Linked DNA regions of Mus musculus: region 1 is linked to region 2. The links are chromatin contacts, called in public promoter capture Hi-C maps. All regions are on one chromosome and are shown on one strand. Each heading gives the region's core, a stretch centred on a gene start, on an enhancer-like site or on the middle of the called end of the contact. The rest is flanking DNA. Distances are from core to core; before and after follow the strand shown. Region 1 has its middle 6.4 kb from the start of Gm31601. Region 2 holds the start of Adra2c (adrenergic receptor, alpha 2c).

Region 1 (5,422 bases), core at 2,759-5,258, 110 kb before region 2:
AGGTGAAGACCTGGGAGGAAGACCAGGTGCAGCAGGGAGGACTGGATTCACCTACGCATCTCAGCAGCAGGATGCTGGGGAAGGGATGGGAGTGGTCAGAGTGGCTCCCGAGGGTAGTCTCAGGTAGGAGAAAGGAACCTACGAGGCCTGGTTGGACAGCCCTGATGCCAGGAGCATGTGCATCCAGGAAGCTGGGGAGTGTGAGTGAAGGCCCTGGGAGAGGAACCACCTCTCTTCAGCCCCAGGGGAGAAGTTGAGGGTCTAGGGAGAAGCTTTGGGGCTGGGAAGAATTTTGAGGAGAAGCTGAGAGGCGGTGAAGAAATTGAGGAGATAAGAAGCCGAGGGGCTGGGAAGAAACTGAGGGGGCCAGAAGATATCAATCTGGAGGGGTCTGACTAGCAAAGTGGGGCTGTCAGAAGAGGGTATTGTTAGGTAGGTCAGCCTCCAGGTCAGGTTGTGTCAGCCGTTTTTGAAAGGGCTTTGCTCTGTGGGGTCATACCCACTTTCCTGAGCCTCAGTCTTGCCAGCAGTTGGGACCACAGGTCACTGGGTTCAACCTGAGGTTACTTTTAAGGTCTGCTGGGTAGCTCTACAGCAGCCTGGGAGAAGAGGTGAAGAGAGGAACTGATAAGAACCAGGCAGGGAGGGTCACTTGACTAAGCTGTGGTCCTGCCTCAGCTTGTGGCTTCATCTTCCACAGGGAGGAAGTCAGCAGGCATGGGGAGGGAGGATGCAGAGGGAGGGAGGGAGAAGGTCTAGCCCCTTTGTGATTCCAGGAAACCCTGGTGGTATGGATGGGTAGTATTCTTGTTACAAACCATTTTGATTTTATTCAAGAGCAACTCATGCCTCAGTACGAAGGTCAAGATGCCATCAGGCCCTCCCCTTTGCAATCCATCTCCATCCCACGGTATTCCCAGAACAGCTATATCCTTTTGTCTAGTTTGAATGTAGAACGGCTCCGGAAGGCCTCAACTACAGACGTTTGTTCTTAGCTTGTGGTGTTTTGGGAGGTTGTGTGAACTTTGAGCATGGGGCCTCAATGGAGGACCCACGTGCTACAGTTGTGGTTATGGCCCCGCCTAGGCTCCATGGATCAGTTTCCTGACTGCCATCATGTGACCCCACATGCCTGCCTCCGTGTCACACATCATGATGATGTGAGACCTTCTTGGAACTGAGAGCCAAAAATAAACCCATCTTGCTCACAGCCGTTTCTGTCAGGTGGCCTGTCACAGCGACGAGATGAGCAGCTGACCCGCCTTTCTTGCCTGCACCTCTCATAGCTGCTCGTCTCTAGACCACACAATTATCCTGTCAGCCTTGGAGGGAGGAGATTTTGCTGTGATATCTGACATCCTCCTGTGGTGGGTGAGGATGAGCCTTCAACACACTCCTCTACTTCCTCCTAAGATGTTCACCTCAAGGTTGGAGTTCCTGTCAGAATTAGGCATCACCTCCTGCTGGAACACACCCCACCCAAGGTTGAATTGAACTCTTAGAGCCAGTCTCCACTTCCTTTCCTCAGTTTCAAGAACCAGCCTGACTGAGAAGATCTGAGTTCTTACACACAGAGTGAGTGGGGTATGTGTGTGCGTGTGCGTGCGTGTGTGTGTGTGTGTGTGTGTGTGTGTGTGTGTATGAGAGAGACTGTGTTTTATCTCTGTTTATGTATGTACGCTGTGAGAGTCTGTTTTTTCCCTCTGTATGTACTGAGAGTGTGTGCTATGTCTGCGTGTGCATGCTTGTATGTGTGTGTATATGAGGGAATCTGTATTTTCTCTCTGACTCTTGGTGTCTGTCTCTGTCTCTTCCTCTCTCTCCCTCTGTGTGTGTGTACACATGCACACTTGAGCTCACTTACCCCAGAGGCTGTCCATCCTTCTCTGTTACCCCCACCCAGTGCTTAGACCCCTGCCTGAATCACAGGAAACAACTCCAACTTCTCCTCCTCCTCCTCCTCCTCCTCCTCCTCCTCCTCCTCCTCCTCCTCCTCCTCTTCCTCCTCCCTCCAGGTGAGCTTAGCACGGCTGTGGCTGTGCCATAGTTCCAAGGACTCTCCAGACCCTACTCTGGGTGCCAGTCTCTCACCTCTTGCTCCTCAGCACTTTACGCCTTATTCAACCTCTTGCCCACCATAGGGGGTTGCATGGGACCATGGCCACTTTATGGAAGGGCAGACACTACCTTAACATTGTACGTCTGGGAAGGAGCCCAATGCCGAACACTTCTTGGGGACATTTGTCATGGTGACTTGAAGTCCTATAAACCTTGGCAGGCAGAAGGTCCATGCATGTTCTCACCAACATGAAGACCATTTATAGACAAATCTTTTTGGGGGGGGGCCCAAGGGAATGCTGGATAGTGGCTCAAAACAGACTATTAGGTACTTGTCTGACAAGTGTGGTCCAGCTGTGGTGTTGGGGGAGCTCAGTTGGTTGAGAAAGCCAGGACTTGGGAAAGGTCTGAACTGTAGCTCCCAAAGACATGCCCACATGAGGCCTTGAAGCTTTGCTGACATCACTGGGGAGAAAACATCTTTACTAACCCATAAAAATCTCAAGATGAGCTGGCCCTGGATCACTTGGGTGGATCCTACATACTATGGCAAGCAAGAAGATAGAGGAGACCATGTGATCAGAGGCCTTTTTCCTCTGAAATGGAAACTTCTGGTTTCTTTGGAAAGCCAGTTATGCCAAATAATGTTTTTCTGGGGCACACAGGTGATAGGATTCTTTGTTAAAGCAGACGTGTGAAACAAATATGTGATATTTAGAAAGAATATAAATATGACCCTAGAGATAATGGGATCCTCTACCTAGCTATTCTTTGATGGCAATACACACGGATTGGTTCACCTTACACTGCATTGCTGAGCTTCGCTTATGGTGATGTCATAGAAAGAAACTCGCCACAGAATTCATGAGATTTCTGCTGCTTCTCTCTGCTTCCTCAGACTCTGTCCAGTTGGTGAGTCCTTCTGAATTTCTTCTGGATTGAACTGCCCTTGCTGCTTTGTGTGTGGTGTCTGCTGAGTGGACTGGTCTGCAGCTGCTGATTCATATCTGGTGTTTGCTACTGGACTGGACTGAGAACAATGAAGATTGAAATCACCCCAAAGAACTATTTCTAAACAGGTCTACTTCCCCTTTGTCCTAATAACCTTTCTTTTCCACCACATCTGGTGGGTGGTGGGCTAGAGGGGAGGTTGAACCCTTATTAAAGTAGGCTGAGAAAAATTTATGCCTACATTCCTCATTGAGATCATGGTCACCAACTCTGAAGTAAACAGCCTTCAGCCAAAGTCCAGCAGGAGTCCAGGATCTGGAGAGGCAGAAAGGTCTTGTCAAACCTTGGAAGAGACATGGCTGTCACTTCATGTCAATCTGGACTTCTCCAACTAGCGTGGGGTTGAATTCTTGTTAAAGTATTTGTCCGTGGAGACAAGAAACAGACTGGCTCAGTGAAGACCTGCTCCTGTCCAGCTATATGTGGGATGTGATAGGATGGGCTCTTGGGAGCCCCTGGGATTTAACCAGCACCTGCCCATGCCAGTCTCCACTGCCTTCCCACGAACTGGTCCTGTCCGATTGCTGCTGTCTGTCATCGCAGGTCTCAGGAACTAGTCAGAAGCTCAATGAGGTCTAGGGGCTCTTGAGAGGCTGTGACCTTCCCTGCAGAGTAGGTGAAGTCCATGTCCTGGAGTGAGAGACTGTTTGTGAACCACAGTCACCTGGGGCCGCTCTGTCTTGCTTGCCCTGCTCTTTGGTAGTGTCTGTCCTCCCACAGAGAGCTTCACTTCCATGGTGTACAAACCTGGTCATAGAAACCCTTTGGTCCCCTTGATGTTACCCTGGCCCTGCCTGTCTCCCAAGGTCTGACTGAATCCAGGCTTGTCCAGAGCATCAACCCCAATTCCCACCATCTTCTCTCACTCTGAAGCCAACCTGTGACCACCTTGTTCCCAGAGACTGGGCTCAGGCAGCCCCTCTTGTGTGTGACTCACAGTCATCCCGGGGGACCAAGCTGTCACAGAATGAGTCACCCTGTCAAATGCACAGCATCTGTCAGTCTTCTCACCCACTGCTATTTTTGAAATCCTGTCCTTTCTTTGCTGTAATCACTTGGGTCCGCTTTTCACCAGAACACAAGTCTGCTGTGGCTTCACTGCACGCTGAAAAGGCTGGAACTAACGGTGCTTGTTGAACCAAAGCTAGATGTTGACAGACGTTTCAGAAGGAACCAGGTGATGAAGGTCTCATTGTCTCCAGGAGCTACTGCAAGCTGTGGGTGGGCTTGTTGGGACTGGCCCACACACTGCAGATTACGCTTCTCAGATCCAATGGAAACTTGGCCATTCAGTCTCCAAGTCCTGACTGGGTGACTTCCTTTCCTCCAATAGGACGGTGTCTCACAACCACCACGTAAGCCCAGGGCCAGCACAATCCCCCTGCTTCAGCCATCTGAATGCCGAGTACTGATTGTAGGTGTTCGCCGCCAAACAGGCACAGGTGTAGCTCAGGCTGCCCCTAAACTCAGCCTCCTCAGAAATCTTCCTACTGTGTGCTCTACCATGACCAGCTCAGATGGGACAGAACAGACCTCTTGTTACTTACACACACACACACACACACACACACACACACACACACACACACACACACACACACAGTTACTGAGAGCCAGTCCACCGAGACCCACATGGTAAAATACTTATCCCAGAAAGAACTTTAGGAGCCATATGACCATGAAGTGGAACTGTTGGCATGAGATCGGTGTGCTGGCAGGGGAGCCCCAGAGCTGCCCACTCCTCCACTCCATTGAAGACACGGTGGGGAGAGGACTGGCCTTCTGCCAGTGCTTTAATAGCAGACACCAGACCTTGAAAAGTCAGTGTCTGAGGCTGATGAGCCCAGGCTGAGCTATGTCATTACACCAGAGTGGACAAAGACACAAGCATGAAAACCACAGAAAAGAGAGAGAGAGAGAAAGGAGGAGATGGAAAGGGATATGAGGCAGGCATGGAGGAAGAAACGTGGGGAGGAAAAGGACACACTCTTCACTGTGTAGGAATCACTGCAGGCTTGGGCAGCATCAATGCAGCCTTTGTTACAGCTTGAATCTGGGTTGTCCCTGGGGCTCACTGGCTTTTGCGGAAGTAAGTGGATTCTGGGGGCTCTGGACAGTCAACGGATTAATTCTTTAATAGGATTGTAAAACAGCGATACTACTGGCAGGTGGGGCCTAGTTGGGGAAACACTGAAGGTGTGCCCTAGCAGTCTTGTCTTGTCTGTTCCCTGGCCACCAAGACTTGCAAATTTGTCCTGCTAACCACAGACGCACAACATGGAGCCACCTGGCCACAGGCTGACACCTCCAAATCTGTGAGCCAAAATAAACAATTTCCCTAAGTCACTGATCA
Region 2 (5,287 bases), core at 2,439-4,938:
TCTACATTTTCACTTGTCATCAAGGAGCACTCACTGACTGGCTTGGACCCCACAGCTTTCTACCTGCAGCTCCTGCAGCAAGCAGGCCATGAGCTGTGAGTTAACAGACCTTGTAGGCAGCCTGAAAAGCAGCCACTGAAAGAAAGGTAGTTTCCTGAGGTCATGTCCTAATCCCAGGGTCCAGGCTCCACACCAGCAGTTTCTAAAGGCAAAGCCTGGAAAAGCAGGCTATGGGAATAAGAACCTTTGATCTGGTCCTCTGTTTCCTGCAGGGATGCATACAGACAATGCCAGGTCGTGTCTGCAGACCCAATGAGGGACTTAACAGGGTGGGGACTCAAAACTGAGGCCCTCAAACACAAGGCCCAGTCAACTGGAGCAACAGTGGGAACATCTGGGACTTTCAACGCTCATATGGGCTTCCGGGATACAGGCTGGCAGAATGGCAGGCTGGAGCCATTGAGGCTGCACACAGCTAAGGATACAGTGACAGACAGGAGCTAGACCCCCAGCCGGGCAGTGCCAAGGCACACAGTGGGTACCCGGCAAGAGACGCTGACCCTCTGTTTTCTATTACACCCCATGCCAATCCCAGCCAGTCCCTGAAGAGGGCTTCGCCAGCTCTGTTGGAACGCTGTGTTGCCAAATCGATGATCAATATGCAATGGATTCAGTCTGCAGGCTGGGGCGCCAAGAGCCAGCCCGGCTGCCGGATCCTTGCCACGTTCTGACAAGACAGATCAGTCTTTGGAATTCTTCAGGGAGGGGCAGAGAGGGAAACAAGCCTTGGTTTTCCCTTGGCTCATCTTTAAAAATGAGATCGCACATAAACATAGGGAAAAATCCTCAGCTCCATTTCAAATAAAAAGGGCATCCTCTTAGACTTGAGACAAGAAATCCAGCTCTATTTCCCTGACCCTGTCACCAGCTAGAGCTAAGTAAAATGGAAGAGCTCTGTGAGCCTGGCTCTCCTCAGCAGCTCCAGGCACCAGCCAAAGGCAAAGCTGGGCAGGCCAGATGCGACACTCCCTCAGGGAGAGGGAGAATGGAAGAGCCAGCACGGATATTAGAGACAGTGGTGCAATGTGTTCATTTCACAGACAGGAAAACTGAGGCCTGAGAATGAGGAGGGTCACTCAGCTGCCAAGAAGCAAGGAAGGACATGATCAGGAGCTTAAATTCACACTTGATGGCTCTGCTCACTTCTGAATCAAGATGTGAGTGGTTGCACAAACAACATATGTGTGTGGACATTTATGCTTATATGTGCATATATGCTTGCCTTGTGTGTGACTATGTGCAAACTCATGTGGGTGTACATGCACATATGTGTATACATGCATGCCTTTGACTGGAATCTTCCAGGTGCAGATACACATACGCATGTGTTTGGGTATATACACAGCTACACTGGAAAGTATCTGAAGGGATGAATGTACATACGTGGCATGCACATGCAAGTGGTGTGTAAGTGGTATATAATCATACATATATGTATGAACAGGTGCACATGTATACACACATGTGAATGTAAGTGCATCTTCATGAACATCCGTGTGTTCAGGCAATGGGTCTGTGTGTGCACACTTGAATAAGCATATCCATGTGCATGAGCCCATGAGGGAGTGAGGTGCATGTGTTCACGCATACCTGTGAGTACACCAGGGTGATTCAAGGAGCCCAGCTCCCGTCAGCCCATGTCACGGCTGCTTTGCAGCATGCGCACTGCTCCCAGGATTCACACAGACATGCAACCAGATCCTGTGGTAGAGGCCTGGCAGGGAATTGAGAGCCTAGGACCCAACATCCAGGCACTATGCAACCCTGGCTGGACCAACCCCGCACTTCTAGGCACCAGTATACCCACCACTCTGAATACCCAGGCTGCTTCACTTCACATGGATTTCCTTCTGAAATATACCAGGACCTTCCCAGAATGCCCTCACATAGTAGGTACAAACACCCAGTGTGGCCTGCCACCAACTACTCTTGAACACACAGTCTGTAGGGGCACACATTGTTTCCTGCCACAGAACAACCAGAAGCAGACTGTTGGGGCTAATTGGCTATCTCTGGGCAAAGAGGCTAGTTCAGCCTCTTCGTAAGTTCCTGCCACCCCAGGGGGTCTCACCAGCTGCCCTCAAATGAGCAGACTCTTTAACTCTCACTTCTGGCTGCTGACTCCAGAGTGGCTTCCTCTCAGTTATGCCGGGAGGTATGGTCAGCATCCCTACAGCATGTAGCCATCATCCCCAAGAGCCTAGGTCACTCAGTAGCGAGCCCTGCAGATGCCCTTGCAGGCTTCCCTTGCAGGGCTCCCAGGGCATCCCTTTGCCTAGGCAGGCATCACTTGGAAACGTGAGGCTGTGTGCAGTCAGGGCTTGGGCTAGACTACCTGTTGTCCCCTCAGCTTCTCATATGACAGCATCTCTGACTCAGGCAGGTCCACAATGCTGCCTGCAAGGGGAGAAGCCATCTCTCCAACAGTACCCGACCAGTGCCCACTTGCCCTTCCCCTCATCGTCCTCAGGCTCCCACATCCTCAGAACTAAACCAGCCTCTTCGGGGGGCACTCTCACCAAAGAAGCATCCCATCTGAAGGAGTACCCACATTCCTAAAGAGCACTCTGTCTTAGGGACCATCCACACACTGGGGACTACCTCAGTCCCTAGGGAGCATGGTCCACAAAGCTTTTTCCTAATAACTCCTCCATATCCAAAGGTGATACATGCTGTCACCTCCTCCTTTGCTTCTAGGCTGGGTTGGGGGTAGGGATGGGGGGTGGGGAAGTTCCAGGGCTTTGATGGCACTCAGTGTGGGGGTGAATATCCAGACACAAACACCATAAGGCCAGACCTCCTCTTCCTCCAATATACTGATGTTGGAGTCATCTGGGGGCTTCTATACAAACCAACTGAAGTTGTTTTGATCAGTGGCCCTTGTTGGGGCCTCTGGGTAAGAAGGACTTGTTAAAAAACCTTGGCGGTTCTTCCTCATAGTTCACATTCTCAGGTGACAGCACATGGCACTTTGCAAGCCCTGAGTTAGAAAGTGCCCAGGACAGGCATCAAGAAGTGTGTCCTGCACGGGCACAGTACTCAAGACAGGCCCATGGTCTGAAATGTTTGTCGTCTGCCTAATCCTAGTTGGACACCCCTGCCCTGAGGGTAGGTCCTGTGGGTCCTCTAGGGCTGCAGTGCCCACAAGGAGGTTGCACTATCCTCAAGGACTGCAGGGAGAAGCAGCCACCAGAGCAGGGACAAGTCCAGATGCCACAGGTCATGGCTCCAAGGTCCTCAGAATGACTTTCTGATGAGGCCTTCTGCCAGTGGATTGCCAACTCCCCTCCCTTTCCGGTCTATCTGACCTGTGTAATGAGGTCCTGGCCAGCCTTGGTGGAGAGAATGGTACTCCTTTAGTTCTAGCAGGGAAACGCTAGGTCTGGAAAGTCCAATTTATTCTCTTGGCCACATCCTCCCTGCAGACCTGGGGCTGCCTGGAGGCAGAGACCAGTGCCTCAACTCAACTCAGGCCACACGTGACAGAACCTCTGTGAAACTGACACGAGATCTCCCCAACATTTGATTTGCTCGCCCTCTCTTAAACCTACTCCCACAAAATCACGCTGCATGGGGCAGGTCAGTTTTGAGTTTGTCAAAAGCGCAGGTCTGGAGCGTCCCCTCCAGCTGTGAAAAGCGGGATCACACAGCATTAAGATTCAACTTCAACAATTGCCAACATGGGTATAGAGCTTGGGAGCTTGATCTGGGCCTCGACTGACACCGTGGTTATGATTCACGATCCCGCAGCGCTGAGAGGTACTCAGAGGAGGGAACTGAGGCTGACTGAGGAGGTGGCTCTGCAGGGGAGCAGGGACCCTAAGCTCCAAAGGAATGATGCGCACCAGCAGTGTCTCTGCCATGCTGCTACAAGCGCACTCTCCAATCAGGCCGCGGACCCCGAGCCAGCCCCTTACGAGCCGGTGTGCGCGCCCGCGCGCGCTCCGTCGCCTGTAACCGAGTGAGGTGGAGACTACGATCTTAGAAAGAGCAGGCTTCTAGAACTCACCGCTCAGGCCAGCCCGCGCTCAGCCGGGCCCCGCAGGCTGCAGTTGGCCCTGGAGGGGGCGCCCTCGCCGAGTGCGCGCCCTGCGCCGCCGCCTAGGGCTCCTCCCCGGCGCCGCCGGCAGGTTCGCCCAGGCGGCCGCGGGCTCCGGCTCCCGGCCCGCTCCCCCCGGGCCCGCGGCTCGGGCCTGCGGGGCGCCCCGCCCCGCCCCGCTGCGCCCTCCCCGCTGCGCTACTGGACTCAAGTTGGAAGCCGAGCCCGGGCGACAGCACTTGCGCCAAGCGCTCCGCGGCGGCGGAGACGCTGCACCGGCGAGCGGGGAGGGCGAGGCGGCGCCCGCACGGCCGAACGCGGACCTTGGGGGGCGCCCGCACTCGGGAGCAGCAGGAGGACCGCGGGTGTCGGCGCCCAGCCCCGCAAAGTAAAGTTGCAGGGACCCGGAAGAACGGCAACCTGCGCCCCGGCTCGCTTAGCCCCAGCCAGCCCGTTGGGAAGCAGAGTGTCCGGGCCGCCGCCTGCAGCCTGCAGCCCAGTCGGGCACCCGGACCGTGGAGCCGCTTGCGTGCACCAGCTTGGACACCGCATCTCCGTGGGCTGGCGGCCGGGACGCTCCCACTGAACCCAGGCCGAGGGCGGGGCCGCTCGAGGACCCGGGACCTACCCCCATTCCCCCCCACCGCCGCGTCGCCGCGCTCTCTGGGCACCTCCAGCTCTGCACTTACGCGCGCGGCAGCTGCGGGGAGCCCGGCAGCCACGCTCTCCGGCGCGCCGCCCGCCCGCCGGGCCACCACGGCCGAGAGCCGGCTGCGGGGCTTCGTGGCCCCCAGCCGGCGCGCCGGAGGAGCAGGCGGCGATGCGGACGCCGACCCTGGCTGTGGGGCGCCCGAGCTGCCGAGGCTGCGCCCGGGCTCCTGGCAGGACCGCGTAGCTCTCGGGAGGACCATGGCGTCCCCAGCGCTGGCCGCGGCGCTGGCGGCGGCGGCGGCTGAGGGCCCCAACGGGAGCGACGCGGGCGAATGGGGTAGCGGCGGGGGTGCCAACGCCTCGGGGACCGACTGGGTGCCACCGCCGGGCCAGTACTCCGCAGGTGCTGTGGCGGGGTTGGCAGCTGTGGTGGGTTTCCTCATCGTTTTCACCGTGGTAGGCAATGTGCTCGTGGTGATCGCTGTGTTGACCAGCCGAGCACTGCGCGCCCCGCAGAACCTCTTCCTGGTGTCTCTG

What was found. Promoter capture Hi-C pulls out the DNA fragments that hold promoters and counts their contacts.
Region 1: a promoter capture Hi-C map of hippocampal neurons shows a contact between it and region 2, with 4 times the contacts expected there. The contact joins the enhancer-like site here to the promoter of Adra2c in region 2. A contact is called at or near these places in 2 of 39 promoter capture datasets (both in hippocampal neurons), 1 of 15 datasets of contacts at CTCF or cohesin (large pre-B cells), 14 of 484 Hi-C or Micro-C datasets (cerebral cortex, cortical neurons, embryonic stem cells and 4 more), 4 of 115 datasets of contacts at active chromatin or transcription factors (VIP interneurons, embryonic forebrain and embryonic stem cells) and 2 of 9 other capture datasets (adipose tissue and pancreatic islet).

The regions. Positions count from the first base shown.
Region 1 is chr5:35,164,998-35,170,419 of GRCm38.p6, forward strand. No RefSeq gene overlaps it. Among named protein-coding and RNA genes, the nearest start is that of Gm31601, 6.4 kb to the left of the region's middle. Within about 2 kb of position 4,009, at least 33 of the 459 cell types and tissues checked have an H3K27ac peak or open chromatin away from gene starts, as enhancers often do. A contact at or near this core is called in hippocampal neurons and ventral hippocampal neurons, where this site is marked.
Region 2 is chr5:35,274,878-35,280,164 of GRCm38.p6, forward strand. It overlaps Adra2c (adrenergic receptor, alpha 2c), which reads left to right and starts at 3,689. Exons shown (of 1, transcript NM_007418.3): 1 at 3,689-5,287. The coding sequence starts at 5,009.